Regions from separate parts of the Mus musculus genome. Here region 2 is linked to region 1. The links are chromatin contacts, called in public Hi-C maps. All regions are on one chromosome and are shown on one strand. Each heading gives the region's core, a stretch centred on a gene start, on an enhancer-like site or on the middle of the called end of the contact. The rest is flanking DNA. Distances are from core to core; before and after follow the strand shown. Region 1 overlaps Gm11725 (a long non-coding RNA gene). Region 2 overlaps Pgs1 (phosphatidylglycerophosphate synthase 1).

Region 1 (4,555 bases), core at 1,048-3,547:
TTAGACAAATATGGAGGACATTAAAACCATGGAGCCCAAGTGGGGGGGTGTTACTCAAGCCTAATGACAACTCAAAACATTTGTGGAGGTTTAAGAGAGATATTCCTTCCCTGCAGCCTCCACGTTTGAATGCTCAGTCCCCAGTTGCTGATGCTGTTGGGACAGTTCAGTCGGTGTGGCCTGGCTAAAGGAAGTGTGTCACTGGGGGTGTGCTTTGAGGATAAAAGACCCCACCATTCTCCATTCACTCTCTGCTTCCTGTTCGAGGTTGTGAGCTCTCAGCTGCTCCGGCCACCATACCTGCCGGCTGCCACCCTTCCCTGTCATGACTGTGATGGACACCAATCCCTCAGGAACTGTAAGCCAAAAGAAACCGTTCCTTCTGTGAGTTGCCTTGGTTGTGGCGTTTTGCCAGAGCAACAGAGACTAACACAATGCTTTCACAATGAAAATTTAAAATAGGGCTGGAGCCAGGCATGGTGGCACACGCCTTTATTACCAACACTTAGGAGGCAAAGGCAGGTGGGTCTCTGTGAGAGTTTGGGCCCAGTCTGGTCTACACAGTGAGTTCCAGAATAATCAGGTCTGCACAAAAAAACCCTGTATTAAGAACAAAAACAAACAACAACAACAACAAATATATATAACATATATATCTGGAGGTGGGGCGAGCTGGTGAGATGACTCAGTGGGCAGATGTTTGTTGTACAAGCCTGGTGTTGAGTTCGATCCCTGGAACCCACTTAAAGGTGAAAGGGGAAAACCAGTTCTACGAAGTTGTCCCCTCACCTCCACATGTGCACGGTCGCCTGAGTGCCCACTCGTCAAACACACGTACATTAGTAGTCAAAGTTAGAATAAGACAAGAGTTGGCTTCTTCTTTTGTTTTTGTTTTTTCGAGACAGGGTTTCTCTGTATAGCCCTGGCTGTCCTGGAACTCACTTTGTAGACCAGGCTGGCCTCAAACTCAGAAATCTGCCTGCCTCTGCCTCCCGATTAAAGTCGTGCACCACCACACCCGGCTACAAGAGTTGGCTTTAATAATGCACCCTTGCTTTGAAATGTCCTTTCACATTCCAGTGTATGATACATAAGTGGGCTGACATCAGGAATCTACCTTTAATGCCTTCTGCCTCAGTTTTGGAGACCAGGTGCTTCCCACTTGGCCAGACTGTCTATCCAGTGAGTTCCACCCTCTGAGCACTGTGGTTACGGACCCTTGCCTCTGCAGCTGGGGTCCAAATTCAACTCCTTATGCTTGTAGCAGTCGTCCTCTGCCCCAGCCCACCTTCTTTTAGAGACTGAGTCTCATGTAGTCCAGGCTGTCTGAAAACTTGCTGTGTTGCCAAGCACGACCCTGAACTTCTGATCTGCATCTCCCTACCTTCTGACGGACGGCTGAGGGTGTTCAGTGTGAGGCAAACACTACCACAGGGTGGTGGAGATGGAGCCCGGAGCTTTGTGTACGCTGGGGCAAATGCTCTGCCAACCTCTCCACGTCCACAACCCTGCATCTGTAGCCTTGGCTTTGTACATGTCTGTGGTCCCAGCACTTGGAAAAGGAAGGAAGAAAGATCAAAAATTCAAATTCACCCTCAGACGCATTGAGTGTTTGAAAACAGAATTAATGACTGCTTAGCACAAATGGTGCCATATTCTATCTACCTCGACAGCACAGGTGAATTCACGTCGCCTGGCCCGGCTCCAGCCCACAGGAAGGCATTTGATTGGTCACTTTGCTACATGCCCCGCCCCTAGCCCCCAGAAAGGCATTTGATTGGTCATTTGCCACTGATTCCTGTCTCTTGGCTCTCTGCTGAGAAGAGCAAACCTATGGATACCCAGACCTGGAAGGAGCAGAAGAGGAGACCTCTGTCAGAAGTGAAGGGTGGGCTCCAGGCAGGCCTGAACTCCTGGCTGCCTTTGTTTCTTTCCCCTTGGGTACACAACTCTTCCTCGACTCTTGTCTTCCTGAGGCTACCAACAGTCTTCAGGTTCTAGGTGCTCAGCTTCAGAAACCTTGGGGAAGACAGGCTTCTCTTTCTCAGAGCCATTTGTGGTTTCTGAAGCTGGAGACAATCCCAGTTATCACACAGGTGTGTGTGTGTGTGTGTGCACGCGCGCACACGCGCGCGAGGGGCTGCGGGGTCGGGAGGTGGGGAGCGGCGGGATGATAAGCAATATAGAGGTGAGTAGGCACGGGTTCAAGTCTTCCTGTTTACCAACTTGGTGGCTCAGCCAAGGCAGATGTCAACTATAAGTATACACGCAATAACTCATCACAAAGGACTTTGGAGACAGTTAGAGATGGTGTGTGGAGTGTCTGCAGCTGGGGCAGCGGAAGAGAGAGGAGGAAAACCATACAGACCCACAAATCCAGAGGAAGTAACCACAGGTCTACCCGGCCCCCCACTTCTGCAAGTGCTGCCAATGACTGAACCCACGAGAGGACAGCTCACGAAGCCCTGGGGGAGCTTCTTTCAGCACAGGGCGAGGAGGGCTGTGGAAGCACCAGAAGTGTCTGCTAGATGCCAGCGCCTGGCTGGACCCTGGAAGCACAAGGCCTCTCTTCTGCAGGTGGCCTAACAAGTTGTCAGAATGGTATGAAATCTCTTCCTGGGAGACAAGCTCCCCTCTGGCTGACACCAGGCCTCAGCCCTTTCTGTCTCCTGTGGAGATTCCAGTTTCTCAGGGGTTCATTCTCTTAGAGTCTAGTAGCCAAAGGGAGGTGCCTAAGAGTCTTCTCAGAGTATCTTTCCTCCTGCCAGGACCATGACAGTCCTAGCTCCCTGATGGACAACAGCTAAGTCCCTGTGCTCCTAAGGTGACACCTGCCATCTCCTCCCGGTCCCCTAACTTCATATCTAGCCACCTGGTTCCACAGCCTTCTCCCTACAGCTATCTCAGAGCTGCCACAGCCTGTCTGTCTGGAGCACGGCCCCACTGGACCTCCTTCGGCACCAGCTGTTTCCAACCCTGCAGCCTGAGACTCTCAGCAAGTTCTTCCTGGACCCAGTAACTGCAGCAGCTGGAGAATCTAGGGCTGACTCCTGAGCCCTCAGACGCTCCACCTGGAACTGTCCCCCAGTGGCTGAGTCGGTATTTCACCACAAGACATCAGTAGTGACATTCCATGGTCCTGGTAGACCCCTCACCCTGTGGGTCTTCTGACTGGATCAAGGGGGCTAAGATCCACTCAGTCATTCAGCCAGTCCTTAAGGAAGCCAGGGGCTGCCCAGAGTCCCTACAGAGTAGAACATTCTTCCAGTGCTGACTCTGCGGCCAGGATCTATGTAAAGCTGCTGCAAGAATGAAATCAGCAAACCGGTCAGCGCTGACCTAGCTGAGAACCCGCCAGCAGGGAGCAGAGGCCATCCGACAGGGAGCCACCACGGCTACTTCTCAGTCCAGGCTATCAGTGCCACCTCCTGGCAAGCCAGCCAGGCGCCACCCCAGCACGGTCCTGCCCTCCTCATCCACCCCAACTGTGTCCAACTGCAGGGCTGTTTACACTCTGACCCCCGCTAGGAGGGCAGGAATGCTTGCTAGATTTCCAGTTTCTCCCTTCTTCCCAGAAAAGGGCTGGGACTGGGGTGGGGGTGGGGGTGGGGGCTGGAGGTAGGTTGGACAGCTGGAGCCCAGTGACAGCCCAGCAGGTCCCAAGCTAGGTATGAGCTGAGGGTAAGAACCTGCCCCCAGCCTGTCTCTGGACTTGACCCTAACATTCTAGGAAAGTGCTCCCAACGCGCTGCACAGCCCTTCATTTCTCCTGTGGGAGAAACCCCTGCTCACTTGTGGCATAGATAGTACTGCCTTCAAAACCAGAAGCAGGGCGTGGAGGTATAGACTAAGCAGGGCTCAGCGTGCTTGGCCCCTTCCTGGAGGAGGGGGCAGGACAGACAAGAGGGTCAGGTCCCTGCCAAGCTGAGCAGCTGACCCCAGAGGGAGCAGAATGTGGCTGAAATGTCCGATTGTTGCCCGAGTCGGGCCCACACAGGCGGCCAGCCTTCCCTTTATCATCCACGGCAAGCATTTACAGTCAATAAGCAGCCTAATTAATTCCCTTCAAAGACCTCTCAATTACTCACCGGCTACAGAGAACAATTAGAGCTTGCAGCAGAGAGCAGCAAGCAGCTCACAGTGGAAGTGAGGCCCGCCAGAGCCGCAGATGGACCCCCCTGGGCCTGCAGCCTCAGTGTCCCCATGGGGCCCCTTCCCTAACAGAGGCCTGGCCACGGGTCCCTGGGGCCAGCAAGGTGGTGTCATTCAAGAAGCACCATCTTCCTCCTCAGATGGGTAAACAGTTGATCTCCTCACTTCTCAAGGCAGGACACTGAAGCGGGGGCTGCTGGGACCTCTGGGGTACCACAGCCCACAAGAACGCCAAATCCAGGCTGTAGGGACCTTTCAGCCTCCAGAAAAACAATTTGTGCCTGCGGGACAAGGGAGAAAGTCAGACAGGGCTGCCGCTCAGGCTAAGCTAGACAGAATCCACTGTCCCCGCATACAACTGGGTCCCTCCAGAGGTTGGAGCATGGATGCCAGTGGGTCTCCC
Region 2 (4,555 bases), core at 1,220-3,719, 120 kb before region 1:
GGTAGGAGAGAAGTGACTCCTTTAACTTGTCCACACCATGTTGTGGCACCAGTGTGTGTGAGTGTGTGCGTGCGTGCGCGCGTACGTAAGTGTGTGTGTGTGTGTGTGTGTGTGTGTGTGTGTGTGTGTACAGAAGGGATGGTAATAAAAGAAAACTAACATATACATGTTTGTCTCCAATCATATTAGGTTTGTGGAGCTGGGTCTGTGGAGACTTCTGCAAACCAGCCCCTCCCCCAGACCAGAGCTGGCTCCTCCACGGACCACAGCCCATAAAACCGGACAGCAGTATTCATGGTGTACTGGCTGGTTTTGTGTGTCAACTTGACACAAGCTGGAGTTATCACAGAGAAAGGAGCCTCCCTCGAGGAAATGCCTCCATGAGATCCAGCTGTAAAGCATTTTCTCAATTAGTGATCAAGGTGAGAGGGCCTACTGGGCTGGAGGTCCTGGGTTCTATAAGAGAGTAGGCTGAGCAAGCCAGGGGAAGCAAGCCAGTAAGCAGCATCCCTCCATGGCCTCTGCATCAGCTCCTGCTTCCTGACCTATTTGAGTTCCAGTCCTGACTTCCTTTGGTGATGAACAGCCATGTGGAAGTGTAAGCTGAATAAACCCTTTCCTCTTGAATCAACTTGCTTCTTGATTATGATGTTTGTGCAGGAACAGAAACCCTAAGACACAAGGCATGTGGGAACTGTCACAATGGGGAAGCCAGCTGTGGGGACATTTGTATGGACACTCTACACATGCTGTCCTCATGTTCTGGCAGATGCATTCCTGAGCATTTGGGCCACACCTACACCCATTCTGAGGGTCACAGCTTTATGACCATCAGCATACACAGGAGGTCCTGACAGAGCCTTGCAGGGCCAGCATCATCCGAAAGAGGAGCCAGGGGAGGAGGAGGAGGAGGAAGAGGAGGAGGAGGAGGAGGAGGAGGAGGAGGAGGAGGAGGAGAAGGAGGAGCAGCAGCAGCAGCAGCAAGAGGAGCAGGAGGAGCAGCAGCAATCCCAAGTATGTCATTTGAGAAAGTGGCGCACACCTTTAGTCCCAGCACTTGGGAGGCAGAGGCAGGCGGATTTCTGAGTTTGAGGCCAGCCTGGTCTGCAGACTGAGTTCCAGGAGAGCCAAAGCCATACAGAGAAACCCTGTCTCGAAAAAACCGAGAAGAGATCAGCTCAGGAGGGACAGACTCATCAGCAGTCCCTCCAGTCAGCAGAGTTGAGAGGACACCTCACCGAAGTCTCTGAGGCACTGCCCACAGAGGTAGAGACCCAGGGCCCAGCTCCACATCCCCTGTACTTGCTTCAAACTTGTGACTGTCGCAGAGGCAGCATCCTGAAGCCAATGCCCATGCCAAACTTTCAAACTCTGTCCTCACAGCTGGCTTTCCCATCATGGCAGTCCCCACACGCCATGAATACCAGCCTCAGGTTCTATGGGCTGTTTCTGTGGAGGAGCCAGCTTGGGACTGGTTTGTAGAAGTCTCCACAGACTCAGCTCCAGTTCTGCTCTTTAGTAAACACCCAGCCAAGATCTCAATTAAATTACCAGAAACGCTTCTGCGTCCTCACAGCGGCCGCAGCAGGGATGGAGGAGGAAGTCAGCTGGTGGGGTCACAGTGCTGTGCGAGGAGCCTCTCAGGTCAGGTGGGAAGCTAAGCTCTGAACCAAACCAGGACGCTTTCAGTTCTTACTGTTCGCTCTACTAGGGAGGGACTCGGGGCTCTGGTAAAAATATCTTCCATTTTCAAGGCTCCATACACAGACAGGGCCCTTCCCTGGGTCCCAAGAGAACTGCAGCAGACTTCTGAGTGTGGGGCCACAGGCCAAGGGCTGGGCACTCGAGGCTGCACACAGCACTCAGCAACCAGACACTGAAGGTCAGGAGGCCAGCTGCAGGCCTCAAAGCACACTGCAGCAAATGGAGCCATCTAGAAACTCATCTCTACTTCACAGACCCTGAATCAATACACTGTAGAGAATGGAAGCGCTACAGCAGCTTGAGCTGCCACCTTCCCACCATCCAAAGCCCCTGGGAGGCAGGTTTGGGAAGAAACTATCCCAAGTATGTCATTTGAGAAATCAGCTCAGACCACAACCAGGCTGCTTTCTCAAAATCCAGGATGTGGGTTTAAGTCCCCATCTCAGGAAGTGGGGTCTTGTCAGTACTAGGACCTGGGGCACAAGCCTGGGCACTTGCTTCCCCAAATCTCCCAGAATTCATTCTTGCCTAGGCCAGAAGCATTAGCAGCTCTTTCTGGGGAGGCATCTGCGCACAGAGCTCTCTGCACCAGCAAGAACAATCCGGCAGACCCACTGTCCAGAGCCACAGGCTCGCCCCTTCCTCACAGTCAGGCTCCGAGGCTAACAGTTACCCTGTTATGGGAAGCCCTTAGCTTGAGAGCTTCCTCAGTCAGCTGAAGGAAATCTGCTAGCACACCCAATCACCCGCTGGCTATAGGGCATGGCTGTTGTCACTTCCCCTTGCCCTGTCACAGAACCTTACTGGCACCTGGCCCTTGGTGACAAGGTTCCAGACACAGTAGCAGGTCCAGAGAACAAAGCAGTAAGAGCCACTTCCCCACCCACTCACCAGCAAAGCTGTGAACAGCCATTCCCAAACACCGCAGCCTGATGTCAGTGTGCAGGCTAGCGGGAGGGCTCAGCACAGAAGGAGCCTGGCCTACAAGCCCGAGACGCAAATACCTTAAGAGAGCCCATTTGCATAAATGGACCTCTACCTTTCACACAGGTGTCGTGGCACACGCACATCACACTCACCTCATACACACATGATAGACTTAAATAACCAAAATAAAAACCACCAAGCACGGCTCTGGAGGTCTGCCTGGGAGCAAGAGTCCTATATCCAAGACTCCAATAGGAATCTTGTTCCAACCCACACAGGGGCTCCTGCAAAGCAAAGCTGTTAGGTCCTTCCAAGACCAAAGCGCAGGGCTCTGCTGCAGGAGAATTCACAGGACAGCATGTCTGAGTCCTGAGCTGTCTGTTGCCTGCTCCACAGGGAGGGCCACAGCCACACAGCCACAGCCAACCCTGGGATTCACCCTCCCTTTTAGAAACGACTGGGCCCCATGCCCCAGTGAGGAAATGGTGGTCTCTCCAGCATGGAAGGAGGGAATGGCCTTGGCAAGATTCAAGCCTACCCTGGCAGTGCAATCAATAGTCAAAGGTCTAGCCTTGCAGGGTTTCTCTTAGACTTGAGAGACACACAGTCTCACTTCCTGTCTTTACTGACAAAGGCACGAGCCGCCTGTGAGGACAACCATGTACCCAAGAACCCTACCGCTCCAACCAACCTGATGAAGCTGCTGCTGCAGGGACCGGCTCTCCGTCACGATGGCAATCTGGGCTTCCAGGTCCCGGTGAACTGACCTGTACCCAAAATTAGGAGAGCCAATCAGCGTGAGGCAGGGCAGGCTGCTCCCTGCCAGGTACAGCCAGAGGCCTGCGGGAAAAGGAAGTGCAGACAGGAAGTGAGCTCAACACCTGCCAGGTCTCTGCCACACACCGTCCTCTCAACCTAGGAGGGAAGCAGCCACAGGGCAGCATCAGGGCGCACTGAACCAGGCTCCCTCCTGCCTGCTACTGCCATGGTGCTCCACACCACTGAGTGCAGGGCCATTTGTCTCTCTGCTACTTCGGCTGTGGCTCACGCCCCTAGCAGGGAGAGCTGGCTTCTCTGAATGAACTTTGTCAATGATGTCCTTGGGGTCTTCCCCTCCCCCTAACTGCTCTCCAGAGACCACTAGCCCCAGCTCTTTCAACTGCCTGAAGCACCTGTTGGCAAAGTGCAGCTCAAGACGGAGCTCACCAGAGCCTCCATCCCTTCTGGGAGCCCAGAACAAACAGGCAAGTAGGCTCTACCCTACCTAACAGCAGAGGTGGCTGTCACATGGTGTTTGAGGCATTTGGTAGGACCAGGCCTGCCTACATACAGCTGCCCACCTTTTCTACCTCAGGACACCTAGGAGTTTGCTCGTGTCTCTAGTTACCACCTGCACCACATAAAGAAGTGTGCTGCCAGTGGGTCCCACAGAAGCTGCTCTGTCACAGTACACATGGGGACACTGCTGTTCTAGCAGGATCTTAAGTACTACTAGATGCCTATGGCAGGTCCCATTCTGCACTCTCTTCTATGATCTCAAGCTCCAAGGCTTCAGAGCCAAGCCCCACAGAGCTAGTCCTGAGCATCTGTCCTCCCCAGGCTAGCCTAGCAGCCTCTACCCTTCTTCCCCTTACTAGCCTGAGGAAGTTTATCCAAGAAAGCCAGCCAGCTCCCCTGGTCTGCACCAGGCCAGCTCCCTGTGGCCCTCCCATCACAGATCCTCCATCAACGAAATCCACAGAGAGCCCACACACATGCTGAGACATCACAGACACATGGCCTGTATGTAACACACATGCTGCTACAGCAGAAAACTGCTTCCTAATGTCCATGCAGAGCAGAGTTTCAAGAACTGCTTGGGCAACAGCTGACAGGGCTGCTGCTCACTTCTGTGGCTGGTGTCCTGCCCTTGAAGGCCTCAGCA

Evidence for each region. A called contact is a pair of places that touch in the nucleus more often than the background predicts.
Region 2: a Hi-C map of the N1E-115 cell line shows a contact between it and region 1, with 6 times the contacts expected there. The contact joins two enhancer-like sites. A contact is called at or near these places in 1 of 15 datasets of contacts at CTCF or cohesin (stem cell-derived epiblast-like cells), 24 of 484 Hi-C or Micro-C datasets (CD4 T cells, CD8 T cells, the HL-1 cell line and 17 more), 30 of 115 datasets of contacts at active chromatin or transcription factors (the HPC-7 cell line, the NIH/3T3 cell line, cardiomyocytes and 18 more) and 3 of 9 other capture datasets (adipose tissue, liver and pancreatic islet).

The regions. Positions count from the first base shown.
Region 1 is chr11:117,889,588-117,894,142 of GRCm38.p6, reverse strand. The region is part of intron 2 of Gm11725 (a long non-coding RNA gene); the gene reads right to left. Among named protein-coding and RNA genes, the nearest start is that of Tha1, 18 kb to the right of the region's middle. Within about 2 kb of position 2,297, at least 72 of the 459 cell types and tissues checked have an H3K27ac peak or open chromatin away from gene starts, as enhancers often do. A contact at or near this core is called in CD8 T cells, the HPC-7 cell line, the N1E-115 cell line and 1 more, where this site is marked.
Region 2 is chr11:118,013,490-118,018,044 of GRCm38.p6, reverse strand. Pgs1 (phosphatidylglycerophosphate synthase 1) reads right to left here. Exons shown (of 10, transcript NM_133757.2): 8 at 3,323-3,471. Among named protein-coding and RNA genes, the nearest start is that of Mir6933, 13 kb to the right of the region's middle. Within about 2 kb of position 2,469, at least 122 of the 459 cell types and tissues checked have an H3K27ac peak or open chromatin away from gene starts, as enhancers often do. A contact at or near this core is called in CD8 T cells, the HPC-7 cell line, the N1E-115 cell line and 1 more, where this site is marked.